Regions from separate parts of the Gasterosteus aculeatus genome. Here region 1 is linked to region 2. Evidence: chromatin contacts called from public Hi-C data. All regions are on one chromosome and are shown on one strand. Each heading gives the region's core, a stretch centred on a gene start, on an enhancer-like site or on the middle of the called end of the contact. The rest is flanking DNA. Distances are from core to core; before and after follow the strand shown.

The links. A called contact is a pair of places that touch in the nucleus more often than the background predicts.
Region 1: a contact with region 2 is called in a Hi-C map of skeletal muscle, with 3 times the contacts expected there. The contact joins two enhancer-like sites. A contact is called at or near these places in 3 of 6 Hi-C or Micro-C datasets (liver, skeletal muscle and whole body).

What each region holds. Positions count from the first base shown.
Region 1 is chr1:5,125,551-5,129,371 of fGasAcu3.hap1.1, forward strand. dscamb (Down syndrome cell adhesion molecule b) reads right to left here. Exons shown (of 33, transcript XM_040181326.2): 33 at 3,069-3,821. Among protein-coding and RNA genes, the nearest start is that of pcp4b, 31 kb to the left of the region's middle. Within about 2 kb of position 1,886, at least 2 of the 9 cell types and tissues checked have open chromatin away from gene starts, as enhancers often do.
Region 2 is chr1:5,046,936-5,050,499 of fGasAcu3.hap1.1, forward strand. igsf5b (immunoglobulin superfamily, member 5b) reads left to right here. Exons shown (of 10, transcript XM_078108847.1): 5 at 750-888; 6 at 1,329-1,469. Among protein-coding and RNA genes, the nearest start is that of LOC120817786, 18 kb to the left of the region's middle. Within about 2 kb of position 1,851, at least 2 of the 9 cell types and tissues checked have open chromatin away from gene starts, as enhancers often do.

The DNA.
Region 1 (3,821 bases), core at 636-3,135, 79 kb after region 2:
GGGAAGCTTTATTAATAACAGATGAATGCATCACACGAGGTGTAAGCCGTCCTTGTTAATGGTTTTGTTTCTCTGACCATCAATTTTAAATGAATGTTTCACAACCGCAATTAAATGCCGTGCACTTTGGAGGCTTTGCATCGGCAATAAATCCACACCCAGCGGTGGTCACCAGTAGCTGCTGTGGACAGCTGCTGACAGCGCGCCCGGGAACGCATTTGAAAGACGAAAATGACGATTTGGTTTTAATGCTCTCGTATTAAAAGCGTTTGCTGCTGACTGCACAACCTAAAGAAGATTCTACAATGGAGAGGGTGTAGTAATTAGAAATGTTGGGGAAAATGCAAAATAGATAACTAAAATAAAAGGGGAAACTGGTTAGCCAGATATTGGATGAAAGGTTGAATAGTTAGCAAAACGTAGTTATTTTAAATGTTTATGGACATACAAAAGATCAACAAGATAAACGGCTAAAATAGCCAAAAGTAACACATTATAGTTGATCCATGCAATGATCGGTCATTAATTAAATATTCAATATAGAGCTTCCATATCATGAGCACCGTCCTAACAGAACAGGAAGATTATTATCTCACACAAAGAAAGAAGTAATTCATGAATCCGGACAAGAAAGGCAGTTTACATCTCACACGTGGTCTTACAACACAAAGCTGACGCACAACAGAACAAATCTAAAGACCCAAAAGCACCTTCCTTCACACAACGACCACGATGGCCACGACCGAAGGGTTTCCTCTCACCTGCGGCGGCTCGTGGGGGGACTCGCCGCCATGTTGCGTCGAGTCGCGTGTCACATATCACCGAGTTCTCGAACGTCTCGTTTTTATCAGATTAGCGTCAACATGCAAGTTGCAACAGTTGTTGACTGATTACCGTCGACGCACTTTCATCCCGTTAGTCGTAGAGCAGCCTCTTCACACTTTGCAGCTGCCAACGTTCACTGATGAGTCTTAAAGTGTGTGCACCTGGACAGCTCGACACCTGGGCAGCGCACACACGCTCTATCACGCGCACCAGCCGATGGTCCACTGGGATAAACAGATAAATGCTTCTTCTTTGGTCTTTTCTGGTGAAAATCCACACCAAACCGACTTAATATTGGCAATTCCAAAAAACAAAATGAGATGAACTTTTATGAAGGCTTATCGTTGGACATCCACGTTAAAAATCCCTTCTCGTTTTAAATATGCGATAGTTGCCGTCGGTGATGGGGCCCTTGAGTTAGAGGCCGACATCAGGCCTTAATGGGGTTGGGGACAATTCTACCATCTTATTTGATTTGAAAACTGCTATTTCCATTTGTGTGTGGCTGCTGAGCGGCGGTGGGAGGTGTGATAACAGCCTGCAGGCAGGAGGCCAGTCGCACACTAACAATCTGCCTCCTCCTAACGTATGAGGGCAACTACACAGTCACAAAGTCTCCTCAGTGTGCCGCTTATCTATCTTCATTACACTACCTCACACCAGTGAGGGGAATGCACCGATATAAAAAGAAAGTGCAATCATGTTAATTCACTCACCGTACATTTTCTCTCTCTCTCCCTCTGAGGTCATTTTCTTTGGTTTGTTTATAGCGACTGCATGAGGTTTCCCTTTGTGCGATCAACATGCAGCAGATGTCTTTTATTTGTACGGCTACATTTGTTTCCTCTCTCCGACACAAACATCTAGAAAAAGACAAATAACGTTTTTTCATTTTCGAGCAGGCGATAGAAATACTTCTAATTCTGCGGCGGTGGCCATTGATTTCCCAAACGATTGCTGTCGTGCATTTGTGCGCGTTTGCATATTTATGTGCACACGTGTGATGTTGGCGCTGCCTCAGCTCTTTCATCCACATCGTGCAGCGCTGTGGGATCAGTGTGACAGTAAACCTGATACAGGTTCCCGTCAAGAGTGGGCATGAATAATTCAGCGCGTTTCAGGGTGGCGTGCTCCTGCAAAATGGCCGACACCCAGGAGCAGACTGCAGGGTCGCCCTTGATGTCTCTCTCCGGGTTGATACAAATAGTTTTGGTGCTGAACATCGCTCAAAGTCCTCCAGCTCGCTGCAAACAGACTCAATTTAGCGACTGCACAGCGCCATCTGTTGATGGCCGCATCATCGCCAACCTTTTTACGCTTCCTGCTGGTGTTTTGTGGACGCAGCCGGGAGAATTGGGGCGAATCCCCTCTCACAATCTCTCCCTTTGCTGAGATTCATCTGTGCATGAAAGCACCTCGTACACGTGCACACGGTACTCGCTCGGTGGATATCTTTTGACAGCGAAATCAATAAAATAAAAGCTCGCTGTCTGCTTTTATATGGAACTATTCTTCCTAACTAAATTAATATGCCGATATGCATTGTAAGTTTATAGCACCAGCCCAAAAAGGCTGAGAAACTGTGACTACCAGATGATGACATCATCACTTTAACTTCTGGCAAGACATTTGTCATCTATTAACGTCGCCAGTGACAGAAGTGTGACCCTCGTGGTGCTTTATGACTGTTATGCTATGTTTAGGTGTAGAATCTCAGGTTTAAAAACATTTTAAAGGCCCTTTTAGCCTTTTGATGTCTGAGTGTATTGTGGCTACTAGCTCTCATACGTGAAAACACAAACGTATAACTGCAGGTACAAAAATCATGTGTCTTGGTGAAACAGAAAAAGAGAAAAAAGAGGGATAAACCGAGCGGGATTAACAGAAATAAAGGGGGAAGTGATGCACGTTGACTGAAACTGCTGTAGAAATCCTCTAAATGAATCAGTAGAAGTGATGACACAAAACTGAGGGATCATGACATGATTAACGGGACGGGATTAATCATAAGTGATCATTCATTAGTTTAACAATTTAGGAAGGGAGACATTTCTGGCCTCATTAAAAAGCCCCAAACACTAAGAAACAACGAACCTACGTTACAAAAAATTGAGGTCAATTTGATATCAAACACGTGGCAGTTGTTCGCATGATTCCTGGAGACGAACAGTTGGTTACGCGTCTTAGATAATAGAAGGATGGTCAGTTCCCTGTCGTACCCGTTTAACAGGAATCAAAGCCAGATGTGTGCAAACATGACTAAGGACTTTATTAACCAAATCATTTCCCCCATAATATCCACAAATAAAAGTGATCTCTTTATATATATTCACATTGTATAATTTCATAGTGTGACAAAAATTCTCTTTTTTTTTGGATATCCAGCCATTCCGGTTAATTGTCATTTGATCAGTCGCCATGCAGTCGTCAGAAAGGTTTAAAAACATTACGGTTGGTCAGCATTGGCGGTCGCGTCCGGCGTCGCTCCTCTTCTCGTATCTCGGCTCCTTGTGGTGCTAAAAACTCCCTCAGTTACCCGATCACAGATTTCATCACACTGCAACAATGAAATAAAATAAATTAAGAAAGCAACGTTCTCCTGCAGAGTGCTCTAGAGTCGTCGTCCTCCTCCTCCTCCTCCTCCTCCTCCCTTTCCCTTCTGTTTTTTTTTAGTTTTATTTTTTTTAGATATTTCTGTTTTTATATAATAATAATAGTAATAATAATAATGACTATAATTGTCCTTAATATAAATTCAATAGTATTTTTTTTCTCTTTCTCAAATTTTAAATAAATCATTTTGGCAATCCCCATATGTTTTCACTTTAGAATAAAAGAATACTCAAGTAGAAAATAAAAGCTGTGAGCGAAAATTCTTCAGAAGAGGAGTGAAGGTGTGACAGAATGAGAAGAGTGAAAACAACAGAGAAGAGCGAGAGAGGAAAGAAAGAAAAGAGTGAAAGAAAGAAAGACAGACTCAAAGAAACGCATCCACG
Region 2 (3,564 bases), core at 601-3,100:
TTATCCGCCTTATATTGTGGTCAACGCATTCCATTGCAACCGGCAAAACCACTTTCTTTTCAAGTATCCCTGGAAAAAATCTCTCATGGAACACCTGTACAGTCATTGTCTCTAGAACAATTTATGCCAAGAAATTTTCCCACGTTAGATATTTGTTTTGCGCCGAGTACCACAAACAAAATGGTTTAAGCTTCATCACATTGGTGTGAATGTGAACTACGGCCACACTGATCGCCTTCAGAATGAACCGTTTTATTGGGTCATCTCCAAAGAGTCAGGCAGGCACTTTCTTTGTTCCGTTTTTTAAAACTCAGCATTTAAAATGGCCACGGCCTTTGGCTGCCTCTCAAGAAGAAAAAAAAAGAAACACCTGCTCAGTTACTTTAAATTTCAGCTCTGTTTTGAGTGTTTACACCAGTGGTCCCCAACCTGTTTTACCTCACGGACCGTTTCCATGTCAGACAATATTTCGCGGACCGGTCAAAAAGGTCTCGGAATAACGGGAGGGGTAGTAGTCGTTGCGGGCGGAACAACCGACGGGGGGGGTGTAGTAGTCGCACACTCTGTGTTCGCTGGTGGGCAAAACTGCCGTGTAAATTTTCAAAATAAAACATTTTTCAGAAAAAAAAAGAAAAAAAAAATCTTTCTGTGGTGCGGCCCGGTACCAAAGGGCCCGCGGCCCGGTGGTTGGGGACCACTGGTTTACACAATAACTACTAAACTAATTCTCTCTGGTATTTGGCATTGAGGGGAAAGAGACAAAACACATCAGCAGCAGTGAAACGACCAAACTCAACATCATGGCAACGAAGAGCTCAGATGTGTCTTGTCTGGCGTCCGTGTCTGCCCTGCTCACGCCACTGAAGAGCTGCGCCCGTCTGACAGTGGGTGAGAGGACGCAACATTAAACGCACACTTTACCTTCCTTCTCGTGTATTTGAATCGGTCTCTTTGTGTGTTTCACTGTCCCTTGTTTATTTTTTGGTCCCTCCCTCTTTTTGGGAAGCCTGTTAATCATCACTCAGCATTATTTTTGAAGAGGAGAAGGGGATCAGAAAAGAGGCGGCAGATCTCTGACTGCATGCGTTTGCGTCACATGAGAGAAGCTCTCTAAGGCTCAGAATACAAACACGACATCATTATCTCAGTGATGTTCCATTTGTCGTTGTGACACTTTCATGAAACCCACTCCCTCGCTCACACAGCAGCATATTAAACGCAAGGCTGAACACAGCTTTCTTTGCGCCGCGTCTGCAAATCTGTAATTGAGTTACGAGGTAACGACACCGCTTCTCTTTCAAGTTACTGATGTGACCTTTTCTCCTCAGTTGTAGAGGTGGGGCGGGAGAAGGAGGAAGATGTCTGCAGCGTGGTGCCCCTGGCAATAATGTCCTCCCTCTCTGCTCTTCTGCTGCTCCTCCTGCTCTGTATCTGCACCGTCCTCTGGCTCAGACGAAGGAGACAAGCACGTATGTGCTTTTTTTTTACTTACTTAAAAAAAAGAAAAAAAAACGCCACTTCCCCACGACACCTTTTCCAATCCAGAAACCGTGATTAAAGTATAATGAAGAAATGGGCGGTTACCCGCTGTGACTCGGCGCTGCCTCGCGCTGCCCTTCATCGAGGACACGCAATATATTTTTCTGACAAAGGCGGAACATTAGATGTCTGCACAAAGCTTTTTCTCCTCAGGAGGCTGCGACAGCACAGATGCGGGATGTACATATGTGGACCGTATGACTGCAGGGTTGGAGGTTTGAATCAGTAAAACTGGGACAAGTCACCAGGAGGAAGGACTATTAATGCTGCCCCTGGATACAAACTGCAGGGTTGAGCCTGAGCGAGACGCTTCACCAGTCAAACAGTGCGAAGACACATCTGTCACCGCAATTACTGTAACTTGACTGAGTGGCTTTTCCAGTCCAAGTGCAACTGGAGTAGCAAGTTTATTTTTGCTTCAAACATACAGTACATATTTATGTTATTCTTTGTGGAACAAAGTAGAATTTTGTTGATAGCACTTCATCATTTTATTCTACTGAAATTGTCTAAATTGGCATGTGAATTCCTGAAATCTGGCCCCAAAAGCGTAAGCGTTTGTGGTAACCGCAAATCCCCAATGTCTGTGTCAGCTTCCCTTCTGGAATTATTGCCTTTTTCACAAATAATACAGATGTAGCCACGAATGGAAACCCCCCCCAAAAAATACCTCCTCCATAAACCATCAGCCAGGAAACAGCAGTTCCACCTTGACGGACTGTTGGTCTTTACTCTCCTGGTTGATTATTTTACAGGACGGAAAACAGGTTAATTAAAAATAGGTATCTACACGGATCAATAAAGGGACCATTCCAGTCCCGGGTTTCACCATAACCTGGTCGGTTGATCTTATGAAGCCCATTGAGACATGCAGATGAGTTGACGTTTGTTTAGTGTGGCGATCCTGGACAAGCCGTCAAACTGCGTGTGAAAAGGTACCTCGGGGAACGCGGAAGTCGTGACTCACACCAGGTTCCTGCCAGATGATTCATCAGATGATGATTGCGGTTTTGCTGCTCGCGGAGTTCTGGAGAACGGCTCATGCAAACAACTTCACTGTCCGCTTCCTCGGGTCCTTTAGCAATACTGCTGCTATGACATAGTAGAGCTGCAGAAACCTGGGGCAGAATTTAATATTAGGCAGAAGGTAGACAGCCTGGAGCCCCAATTGAGAAGGGCTCCAAACAGCTGTAAATTAATTATAATGTTTGGATATGAAAATATATTGAATTATGCTTATATATGTGCAGTATATAGCCTACTGTATTAATATTTTCTATAATGTATATACTTATATAAGGAAAACATTTTGTGAATACATTTACCTGACAGAAAGACGGGCTAGTTACATTACAGCATTTGTGGCTAACGTGAAGAAGAATTGCAGACGGAGGCGACAAGCCTTTCGTATCCTCCCAGGTGTTGCGTTTCCTTCCCTGTGGATCCGAGCTGAGAGGATTAATACCTCTCACAACTGCCGAGTCATTCAACCGGGAATAAATTCAGATCGTGACCTTTCCCACTAAAGACAAGATGCTAGTGGGTGTTTTCGGTCCAGCTGGAAAGGGATCTTAGAATACTGTCACCTTCTGAAACACACTATTTAACATTCTGTCTCATTAGACATTGTTACGCCAACGTTTTTGTACCGGTTAAGCAAACTTTATCGGCATTTATTGTTATCTTCAGACGGAGCCAAGCCAACTGCTCAGCTAAGCTAATGAATGGCTTTAGCTTACATTTAACCAGCTGTCAATAGAGTGGAGTCGCTCTTCCCATTTATTTATCTGCATAAAAGAAGCTGGACATAATTTCCAAAAAAGTTAAACTACTCCTTTTTTTTAAGTCTAAAGGTGGAAGCAATTCAATTAGCTCAAGAAATCGTACAAAGCCCAATTAAAATGATACGATTTTAAAACCATCACACAGCGTGAGACCAGCTTATATCCAGAAGAGGGACGAAGTTCCACCTCAGAGAGGCCGATGCCGTGTTGTTGGAGGTAAAGTAGTGAAATGTTGTGAAAA